Linked DNA regions of Macaca mulatta: region 1 is linked to region 2. The links are chromatin contacts, called in public Hi-C maps. All regions are on one chromosome and are shown on one strand. The core of a region is the stretch at or near the end of the contact, and the rest is flanking DNA. Distances in the headings are between cores, read along the strand shown.

Evidence for each region. A called contact is a pair of places that touch in the nucleus more often than the background predicts.
Region 1: a Hi-C map of fetal cortex germinal zone shows a contact between it and region 2, with 4 times the contacts expected there. The contact joins the enhancer-like site here to the promoter of DES in region 2. A contact is called at or near these places in 9 of 14 Hi-C or Micro-C datasets (CD4 T cells, blood, cortical neurons and 5 more).

The regions. Positions count from the first base shown.
Region 1 is chr12:124,770,148-124,774,980 of T2T-MMU8v2.0, forward strand. It overlaps ASIC4 (acid sensing ion channel subunit family member 4), which reads left to right. Exons shown (of 10, transcript XM_002808025.4): 2 at 3,301-3,445; 3 at 3,544-3,671; 4 at 3,858-4,020; 5 at 4,432-4,488. Among named protein-coding and RNA genes, the nearest start is that of CHPF, 13 kb to the right of the region's middle. Within about 2 kb of position 1,699, at least 5 of the 40 cell types and tissues checked have an H3K27ac peak or open chromatin away from gene starts, as enhancers often do.
Region 2 is chr12:124,656,367-124,661,580 of T2T-MMU8v2.0, forward strand. It overlaps DES (desmin), which reads left to right and starts at 3,612. Exons shown (of 9, transcript NM_001194266.2): 1 at 3,612-4,312. The coding sequence starts at 3,735.

The DNA.
Region 1 (4,833 bases), core at 449-2,948, 110 kb after region 2:
TTTAGTGGAGATGGGAGTTTCACCATGTGGCCAGGCTAGTCTCAAACTCCTGACCTTGTGATCCACCTGCTTCAGCCTCCCAAAGTGTTGGGATTACAGGCATGACCCCCAGGGCCTGGACTTTTTTTTTTTTTTTTTTGAGATGGAGTCTCGCTCTGTTGTCCAGGCTAGAGTACAGTGTGATCTCAGCTCACTGCAACCTCCGCCTCCTGGGTTCAAGCAATTCTCCTACCTCAGCCTCCCGAGTAGCTGGGATTACAGGTGCCCACCACGATGCCCAGCTAATTTTTGTGTTTTTAGGAGAAATGTGGTTTCACCATGTTGGTCAGGCTGGTCTCGAACCCCTGACCTCAAGTGATCTGCCCTCCTCGGTCTCCCAAAGTGCTGGGATTACAGGTGTCAGCCACTGCACCCGGATGGGACAGAGGAATCTTGCACCCAGCCCACTTCAGGGTTCCTCCACCTCCAGTGACTTGTGATAAGAGCACAGGTCTAGAGTCGGGCTGTCTTGCTGGGTTCTCCCCCTTCATCTAGTGCCTTTCTATTCACAGTGTGGTCCATGGACTTTCAGCCTTGTCCAACCCCCTCCCCACATCTGTTCTATCAGAATCTGCACTTTAAAAAGATCCCCCTGATTCATGTGCATAATAGCATTTGAGAAGCCCTGAGCTTGAACATCTTGGGAAACCAGCTGAATTCTCTGAGCCTCCATTTCTTTCTCTGCAGAATGGGGAGATAATAATACCCACCTCACAGGGTAGTTGTGAGGATTCATCCAGATAGACCATGTGAAGCGTTTAGCACACTGCATGGGGCATACTGAGCGCTCCTGAGCTGTCCGTGACACCCACTCCTGCCCCACAGATGGACACATAATAGGGAGGAGGGCAGGGGTGATACCAATGGGGTCAAGAACTTGAACCTGGAAGCTGGTAAAGGTGTGTGTGGGGTGTTAGGAAAGGAGAAGACTCGGGGGACAGGTGAGGAATTGAAGGGAAGCCGATATGGAGAAGAAAGGGTGAGGAAGGTCAAGAGGAACGGTGCAGAAGCGAAAGGGGAATGGGAGAAGAGAAGGGGACGGGCCTGGGGCCCATTCCTGTTTCATCTACCTGGATGGGGCTGGGGCAGGAGCTGGGTCCTGAGGTAGGGTAGGCTTGGGGTGGGGGTACAAGCAATGGTTTGCGGGAGCAGCTGGAGCCTTGCCCCTGACCCCTGGATGAGGTGCACCTCTCCTTCTTCCCAGCCGTGTGACTTTGAATGTCACTTCACTTCTCTGAGCTGTGATGTCCTCATCTGCAGTAGTCGGGACAACTACACCTAGCTGGTACTGAGGGGATGTGGGCAGCGGTAGACGGCACCATGTTCTGTAAACTCAGGGTGCTTTGTTTGTGGTGCACACGTTTTTGTTTCGGGAACGGGAGGCAGGGTGGTTGAGTGGTAGAAGAACTGTGGGAGAGAGAAGGATCCGGGCTGCAGCTCCCAGAGCACCGCAGCAGGGTGGTCTAGTTCTCAGGGATGGGGACCCCTAGGAGGTCTCGGGAGGACTCTCAGTTGGTTCGCTGCTCTCCACCCGGCCCCTCTTCCTTCTGCACTCCCCCTGTGAAACCAGGCATTCAGGATCTCTTTTTCCTTCCACACTGCTTCCTGCTATTTCTCCCAGCTTTTACCAGTGGAAAATGTTCCCAAGGAGAGGGGAGGGGGAGCGGGAGAGCGTGATTGAGTGCGCCGACCCCTTGCCCCCAGGGAAGGTGCTGCCTGTGATGGGTTTGACCCAGGGGCTCGGCTCTGTTGGGGAAGCCTGGCACGGGGGAACTAGAACCCTCCTCTCCCTCAGCCTCTTCTCCACCCCTGCCGCTGCGCAGCTGCTGGCGGCAGCTAAATCCCCAGCAGGAGCCTGGGCTTCCATCTCCGGGGCGCCAGCGCCATCTGCTGTCCATGCAGGAGAACTGTCCGCAGAGGAAAAGGGAGCCTGGCTTCTGTGCTGCAGAGACAGCTTATTAAGTGTCCCTTGTGCCCCGCACTGGGCCGGAGGCTGGGGACACCAGACAGGCTCACTGCTTCTGTGCAGCATACACGCTCATTGAGGGAGATGGACAATGGACAGGAGACAAGTAGATGAACAAGATCATCTCAGGTCTTGATAAGTACTTGGGGCAAACTAACAGACATGTGGATGCAAGGACGGTGACACTGAACGTGTCTGTGTGATGTATGAGTGTGACATGCTGAGGCTTCAGCGATGGGCAGCTAGCCATACCAAGAGTGTGTGTGCAGTGGCATTCCAGGAGAGGGGACAACAACAACAAAAGCCTGAGGAGGAAAGGAGTCCGAGTGTCTGAACTTGTCAGATATGGGGGAGGTGGCGGAAAGGCAGGCAAGGGCCACATCACATGGGCACTTTTGGGTTAGGGAAGGAGCGTGACTTTGTTATGTGGGAAATGGGAAGCTATTGTTGGGTAAGTCAGTGAGTGGTTTCATTGGATCTGAGCACCGTGGACTGGGCACCATAGCTTCCAGTAGGGAGGGGCAATGGTGGACCAAGGTGGGAGACCAGTTAGAAGGAGATGGCAAAATGGGGGTTGCTGGAGAAGGAAGGAAAGTGGATGGATTCTAAATATATTTCAGAAGTGGCCTGGAGGCTGGATGTGGTGGCTTATGCTTGTAATCCCAGCACTTTGGGAAGCCAAAAGCAGAAGGATTGCTTGGGCCTAAGAGTTCAAGACCAGCCTGGGCAACATGGCAAGACCCTGTCTCTACAAATATAAAATAAAAAATAAAAAAACTTAGCTAGGCTTGGTGGCATATGCTTGCAATCCCAGCTGCTTGTCAGGCTGAAGCAGGAGGATGGCTTGAGCCTGGAAAGTTGAGGCTGCTGTGAGCCGAGATCGTGCCACTGCATACCAGCCTGGGCAACAGAGCAAGACCATATCTAAAAAAAAAAGAAAGAAAAAGAAGCAGGGATGATGGATGGGGAGATTTTAGAAATTCCGACTTGAGAAACTGGATGGATATAGTGGGGTGGTTTACTAGGGAGGAGGAGGATGGTGTGGGGCAGGCAGCGTTTGGGAAGGTGTTGATGTGCTGATATGTTAAGTTGGAGATGCCTTTTAATCATCTAAGGGAGGCCATCAGTGGAAAAGTTGGCGCTCATTGGAGAGACTGGGCTATACATTGCTTGCTAGGATATGGGACTGGAGTGTCCAAGCAGATCTAGTGGCCCTCGGCGGGGAGCAGGGAACTTCGGAGTTGCCTTGGCCACTACTTTCATCTCCCCTCCTGCTCTCTCACCCCACCTCCCAGGTCTATACTCGCTATGGGAAGTGTTATACCTTCAACGCGGACCCGCGGAGCTCGCTGCCCAGCCGGGCAGGGGGCATGGGCAGTGGCCTGGAGATCATGCTGGACATCCAGCAGGAGGAGTACCTACCCATCTGGAGGGAGACAAGTACGCAGGCCGGAAAGGGACAAGGGCCATCTTGGGGACTGGGGCCTGGGCCCTCTGCCTGGGATGGGTTTCCAAAGGTCCCCATCTCTGCTGTGCAGATGAGACGTCGTTTGAGGCAGGTATTCGGGTGCAGATCCACAGCCAGGAGGAGCCGCCCTACATCCACCAGCTGGGGTTCGGGGTGTCCCCAGGCTTCCAGACCTTTGTGTCCTGCCAGGAACAGCGGGTGAGCACCTCCTGCCAGGCCCTGGATTGGGCACAGGGCTCACCTTTGGGCTCAGAGGGGATGCAGAGCAAACCTGCCCTTTAGAAGCTCACAGCCTGCCAGCTGTATTGACTTTGCTGGGGCTGTGGGCACTGGAGGACCGGGTGGGATTCCTGAGCATGACCTCATCATGACCCACCTCTGCAGCTGACCTACCTGCCCCAGCCCTGGGGCAACTGCCGCGCGGAGAGTGAGCTCAGGGAGCCTGAGCTTCAGGGCTACTCGGCCTACAGTGTGTCTGCCTGCCGGCTGCGCTGTGAAAAGGAGGCTGTGCTTCAGCGCTGCCACTGCCGGATGGTGCACATGCCAGGTGGGCACCCCACCCCTAGCTAGCCCTCCATGCCACCCTGCTGGGCTCCAGAGCCTCCTGGGGCAAGGCACTGCTCATGTGCACAGGCAGGCGCATGTATACAACATATGTGTGTGTCTGTACCCGTGTGAGTGTGCATGTGTGTGTTTGGGACTTTTAAACATGGTTTCACATATGCCTGTGGGAATGCTGGCATGCAGATGCCTGTGTGCATGTTGATATGTATTTGTGTACATGTATGCTCATTTATATCCATGGTTGCATATTTGTGGGGGTTGTGTGTGTGGTGTTCAAGCACATTTATGCAAATGTGTGCATATGTGTGTGCATGCATGTATGTGCTTACATTTGGGCGTGTGGGGGACAGGGGAAGTGATCGTAGATTCTAGGAATAATCTTCTCTCCTTTCAGGCAATGAGACCATCTGCCCACCAAATATCTACATCGAGTGTGCCGACCACACACTGGGTCCGTGCTGCCTACCCTTCCCTACCTCTCCATCAGCCTCTTCATGTCTCTGTCCACTCTTCTCCTCACTGTCTTGGCTCCTCCCCTCCCAGTCTCTTCCTGGAGGGTTCTTCCTGGGGGTTGAGCCTTAGCCCATACTTCAGTGGGGTCGGGGAGAGGTCTGCAGACCTCTGCAGGTACAGACACTTGGGTAAGTGGAGGCAGCAGGGTGGGGGGGTTACAGAGAAGCCAGGACTGGGAGTGAAGGGCTGGGCTTCTCATCTTGGTTCAACCAATGAGCTCACCCACTTTGAGAAAGTGAAATGACTTCTCTCTTGGTCTCAGGAAAAATGCATTGCTGGCTAT
Region 2 (5,214 bases), core at 2,362-4,861:
ACATAGCATTACCATATAATATAGCAGTTCCACATCTGAGTATCTACAGAAAAGAATTGAACGTAAGTATTTGAACAGATATTTGTACACCAAAGTTCATAGCAACATTATTTGCAATAATCAAAAGTTGGAAACAACCCAAATATTCATCAACGGATAAACAAAGTGTGGTATATACATACAATGGAATATTATTTAGCCTTAAAAAGGAAGGAAATTCTGACCCATGTCACAACATGGATGAACCTTGAAGATGTTATGCTAAGGGAAGGAAGCCAGTCACCAAAGGACAAATATGGTATGATTCCACTTGCATGAAGTACCTAGAGTCAAATTCGTAGAAACGGAAAGTAGAATGATGTTTACCAGGGGCTGGGAGGAGGGGAAGGTGGAGGGTTATTTTTAATACATATGGAGTTTCAGCTTGGGACAATGAAAAAGTTCTGCAGATGGACGGTGGGGATAGTTGTGCAACAGTGTGAATGTACTTCATGCTACTGAACTATATACTTAAAAAAATGGCTCAAATGGCGAATTTTATTTTATGTATATTTTATCACAACGTAAAAGTGACTTAGCTGTCAATGTACTAAAATGGAACCATCTCTAAGCTCTATGTCATTGAAAAAAGGTTGATTCGGAAGTGGGGGCTCCACATAAGCAAATGTGGTTGTGTGTACATGAAGTATCTCTGAAAGGAACTGACAACAACCAAAACCTGGTTGTCTCTGAAGCAGTGTTTGGGGTGGCTGGGCGTCAAAGTGGGAAGAAGACTTACTTTTCATTTTATGCCTTTTTGTACATCTTGAATTTTGTACCATGTACACTACCCATCCAAATAAATTGTCAGTGTTTTTAGTGTGTCCCATCCTGAGTGGTCCTCTCAGGAGGCTGAACTCTCCCTCCAGTGGTGCTGCCCAGCTCACAGAATGTTTTGGAGTGCTCCTCTTTCATCTGCCTTCCAAGCCTCGGGGTGTTGATTTGCAACCCTCCATGGTAGCAAATCCTCAGGGGTGGAACTGAATTTTGAAAACAGTCCCAAGTGGTTTGGGGCCAAGTCTGGTGGTTGTTGGTTTTGACTAGACAATAGATGGCATGATTTTTTTGTTTTCTGCCTCATTTCACCAAGGAACTGAGGCCTTGGGCTGGTCCAAAGGCCAATTTCCTTATGTGGTCTGGAGATCATTTACAGAGAAGAGCTCCAGAAATGTTGTCCCAGTAGCATCACAGAAATGGGTGTAGAGTCCCCTTCAGAAGATTAATCTGGTTCTTGGGGCTGTAAGTGATCAAAGCAATACCAAGTACCTTAAATGAAAAAAAAAAAAATGGAAAGTTTGTTGGCCCAAGGCCAGGAAGGACAGTGGGGGAGCTCAACTCACAAAGTTGAGGGAAGCACTGCAGGAACCAGGGGGCTGGCCCACTCCTCCTCTCCAACATTCTCTGCTTCTTGCATATTGACCTCTTTCTTCCTACTCCCCCAGGGGGCAGGAAACATGGCTTCCACAGGTTCCAGTTAAAGAATCCCAGTTCGATCTATAAATTCCAGGGAAGGTCTCTGATTGGTCCTGCTCATTCCCAGGCCCATTCCTTGACCCAGTCACTGAAGTCAGGGGAATGCAGTAATAAGACTGGCTGGAATCAGGGTCTTTAGGGGTGGAGGGATGGGGAGGAGGCACAGCATGTCATCAAAATAAGGAAATGGAAAAAGAAAGCTTGCAGGCTACTTTGAATGACAATGAGAAAGATGGTGTTGCCTGAGTGTGTTAAGGATCCACATGGTCTCCAAAATCCTCCAGGAGCATACAGTCTGGGAGATGAGACACAAAAATAACGAGAACACAACAGCTTGCACTGACTCGAGGGCTGGATAAGAATATCTGGAACTCCCCCATCTATTTCAGAAGCTTGTAGCTTGGATGAAAATTAGACACTTAATGGGAAAGGGCTTTGAAAAGAGTTCAGTAACAAAGCCTCCTTTACAATTTACCTGGCACATTCACGCCCATCCTGGGGCCAAAGCACAGGCTGTGGGGTCAGACCGCCTTAGCCTCCTGAGCTATAAAATGGTAATGATGCTAGTCCCTACCTCCTAGGGTTGGAGAATTGGGGGTCATGGGTGTGAAGTGCTCAGCAGCTTGGCCCACTCTAGGTGATCAGTACCTGTAAGGTATTATTGTTGCTACATACATTAGTAGGGCCTGAGCCTCTTTAAACCCTTATAGGGTAGCACAGCAAGGCTAACCATTCTCACTTTATATCTGACAAGCTGGGGCTCAGAGAGGACGTGCCTGAGCTGTGGCTCAGACAAGGACATGCCTACTAGTAACCCCTCCAGCTGGTGATGGCAGGGCTGGGGTAGGACCAGTGACTGGCTCCTAATAGAGCGCTCTATTTCCAGGGTTTGCATTCCAAAAGGGTCAAGTCCAAGAGGGGCCTGGAGTGCCAGGTGGAGGTGTAGAGACACAGCCAGTGCCCATGGAGAATGGTGGATGTCCTTAGGGGTCAGCAAGTGCCCTGTACTAAGGAGGGGGCTTTGGAGGTTGGGCAGGCCCTCTGTGGGGCTCCATTTTTGTGGGCGGGGGGGGGGCCCTGGAGCATTATAGGGGGTGGGAAGTGATTGGGGCTGTCACCCTAGTCTTCCTTGATTATCTGACGCCCATCCATGCCTCCTCAGGTACCCCCTGCCCCCCACAGCTTCTCTCCTGTGCCTTGTTTCCCAGCCGATGCGTTCTCCTCTATAAATACTCACTCTGGTATTTGGGGTTGGCAGCTGTTGCTGCCAGGAAGATGGTTGGGTTGACATGCAGCTCCTGACAAAACACAAACCCCTGGTGTGTGTGGGCGTGGGGGGTGTGAGTAGGGGGATGAATCAGGGAGGGGGTGGGGGACCCTGGGGGCAGGAGCCAGACAAAGTCTGTGCGGGGGTGGGAGTGGACATAGCAATTGGAAACTGAAAGCTCATCAGACCCTTTCTGGAAATCACCCTACTGTTTATAAACTTGAGGCCTCGCCATCCACAGTAGGGGGGAGGAAGAGGGCCTGTACCAGTCCAGAGGGAAACTGAGGCTCAGGGCCAGCTCGCCTGCAGATATACATGGCAGGCTTTGGCCAGGATCCCTCTGCCTGCCAGGCATCTCCCGGCCCTCCCTGCCTGCCTAGAGACCCCACCCTCCAGCCTGGCTGGTCTTTGCCTGAGACCTCCCAAACCTCTTCAACTTCAAGACAATGTTTAGGAACAAGGTGGTTTGGGGCCTTTCTGGAAGCAGGCCTTGACCCTTTAAGAAATGACCCAAAGTCTCTCCTTGACCAAAAAGGAGGCCCTCAAACTAAAGGGAAGCCTCTCTTCTGCTGTCTCCCCTGACCCCCTCCCCGGCCAGGACGAGGAGATAACCAGGGCTGAAAGAGGCCCGCCTGGGGACTGCAGGCATGCTTGCTGCCCTGGCGAAGGATTGGCAGGCCTGCCTGTCACAGGACCCCCACTGGCTGACTCAGGGGCGCAGGCCTCTTGCGGGGTAGCTGGCCTCCCCGCCCCCACGGCCAGGGGCCGCCCTTTCCTGGCAGGACAGCGGGATCCTGCAGCTGTCAGGGGAGGGGCAGCGGGGGCTGATGTCAGGAGGGATACAAATAGTGCAGACGGCTGGGGGCCCTGTCTTCCCTCGCCGCATCCACTCTCCGGCCGGCCGCCTGCCCGCCGCCTCCTCCGTGTGCCCGCCAGCCTCGCCCGCGCCACCACCATGAGCCAGGCCTACTCGTCCAGCCAGCGCGTGTCCTCCTACCGCCGCACCTTCGGCGGGGCTCCGAGCTTCCCGCTCGGCTCCCCGCTGAGCTCGCCCGTGTTCCCGCGGGCGGGCTTCGGCTCTAAGGGCTCCTCCAGCTCGGTGACGTCCCGCGTGTACCAGGTGTCGCGCACGTCGGGCGGGGCCGGGGGCCTGGGGTCGCTGCGGGCCAGCCGGCTGGGGACCACTCGCGCGCCCTCCTCCTATGGCGCGGGCGAGCTGCTGGACTTCTCTCTGGCCGACGCGGTGAACCAGGAGTTTCTGACCACGCGCACCAACGAGAAGGTGGAGCTGCAGGAACTCAACGACCGCTTCGCCAACTACATCGAGAAGGTGCGCTTCCTGGAGCAGCAGAACGCGGCGCTCGCAGCCGAGGTGAACCGGCTCAAGGGCCGCGAGCCAACGCGAGTGGCCGAGCTCTACGAGGAGGAGCTGCGCGAGCTGCGGCGCCAGGTGGAGGTGCTCACTAACCAGCGCGCCCGCGTCGACGTCGAGCGCGACAACCTGCTCGACGACCTGCAGCGGCTCAAGGCCAAGTGAGGGCCCGGCGCCCCAGACTCCTCTTTCCGCGGGCGGGGCACAGGGGGCTAGGCCTGGGGGCTGGGGTCCCGCTGTCAGCACATGCCTTCTCCCGGGGTCCGGGACCCTCTCCTGCCCCACGCGGGGAAAGGGTCCTCCACCCGTGTGTTTCAAGGGGCCGTGACCTCCAGGTCTCTCCCCCTGCGATCCCATCTTGCATAGGAGTTTTCTTGGGGACATAGATCAGGGGGTGGATATGGGAGAATTTAGGGGACCCGGTGCCATTTGGGCAGCCCCCTTAAAAAGCATTTTAAGATGCTGGGGCGATGTTTATGGGGTCAGGTAGTTGATGGGCAGAGGAAGGGCTGCAGGAAGCCCAGAGGGCAGTGTAGCCAGAGGGAGAAGGGAGGCTGATAGGAGACAGGGAAAGCAGGGCAAGGGCCCAGAGTCCAAGCAACAGCTCTCAGCTCAGCTGTGATGAGGCCCTGGGGAGGCAGGGTGGAGTGGGGAGCTTGACCCTGGGGACTTGCTGAGACTGTGTGTTTTTACAAGGTGGATAGACAGGCTGGAGAAAAAGGGAGTAGGTGGGGGCCACAGCTCTCAGAGAGCTTGGGAGGACCTGACTGTAGGCCTCACCAGGCTCCTGAAACGAAAAGGGCAGCAAGTATAGCGTATCTGTTGGTCCCACTTCTGACAGGCCAAGTGAGCAGAGTCACCCTCCTGCCACCAAAGTCATAAATATTAATTGAGCAGTTATATTGGCCAGGCTGGAGCTGGGAACCAGCAACACAGAGGCGGATAAAATAGACACAGTTTCTAACCCCAGGGAGGTCACACAATCTGGTGGGGACATAGACTTCAAGGGTGTGGCTCCTGGGCAGAGATTGGGCCACTTCCTGTGCCCTCCCTGGATGGGTGG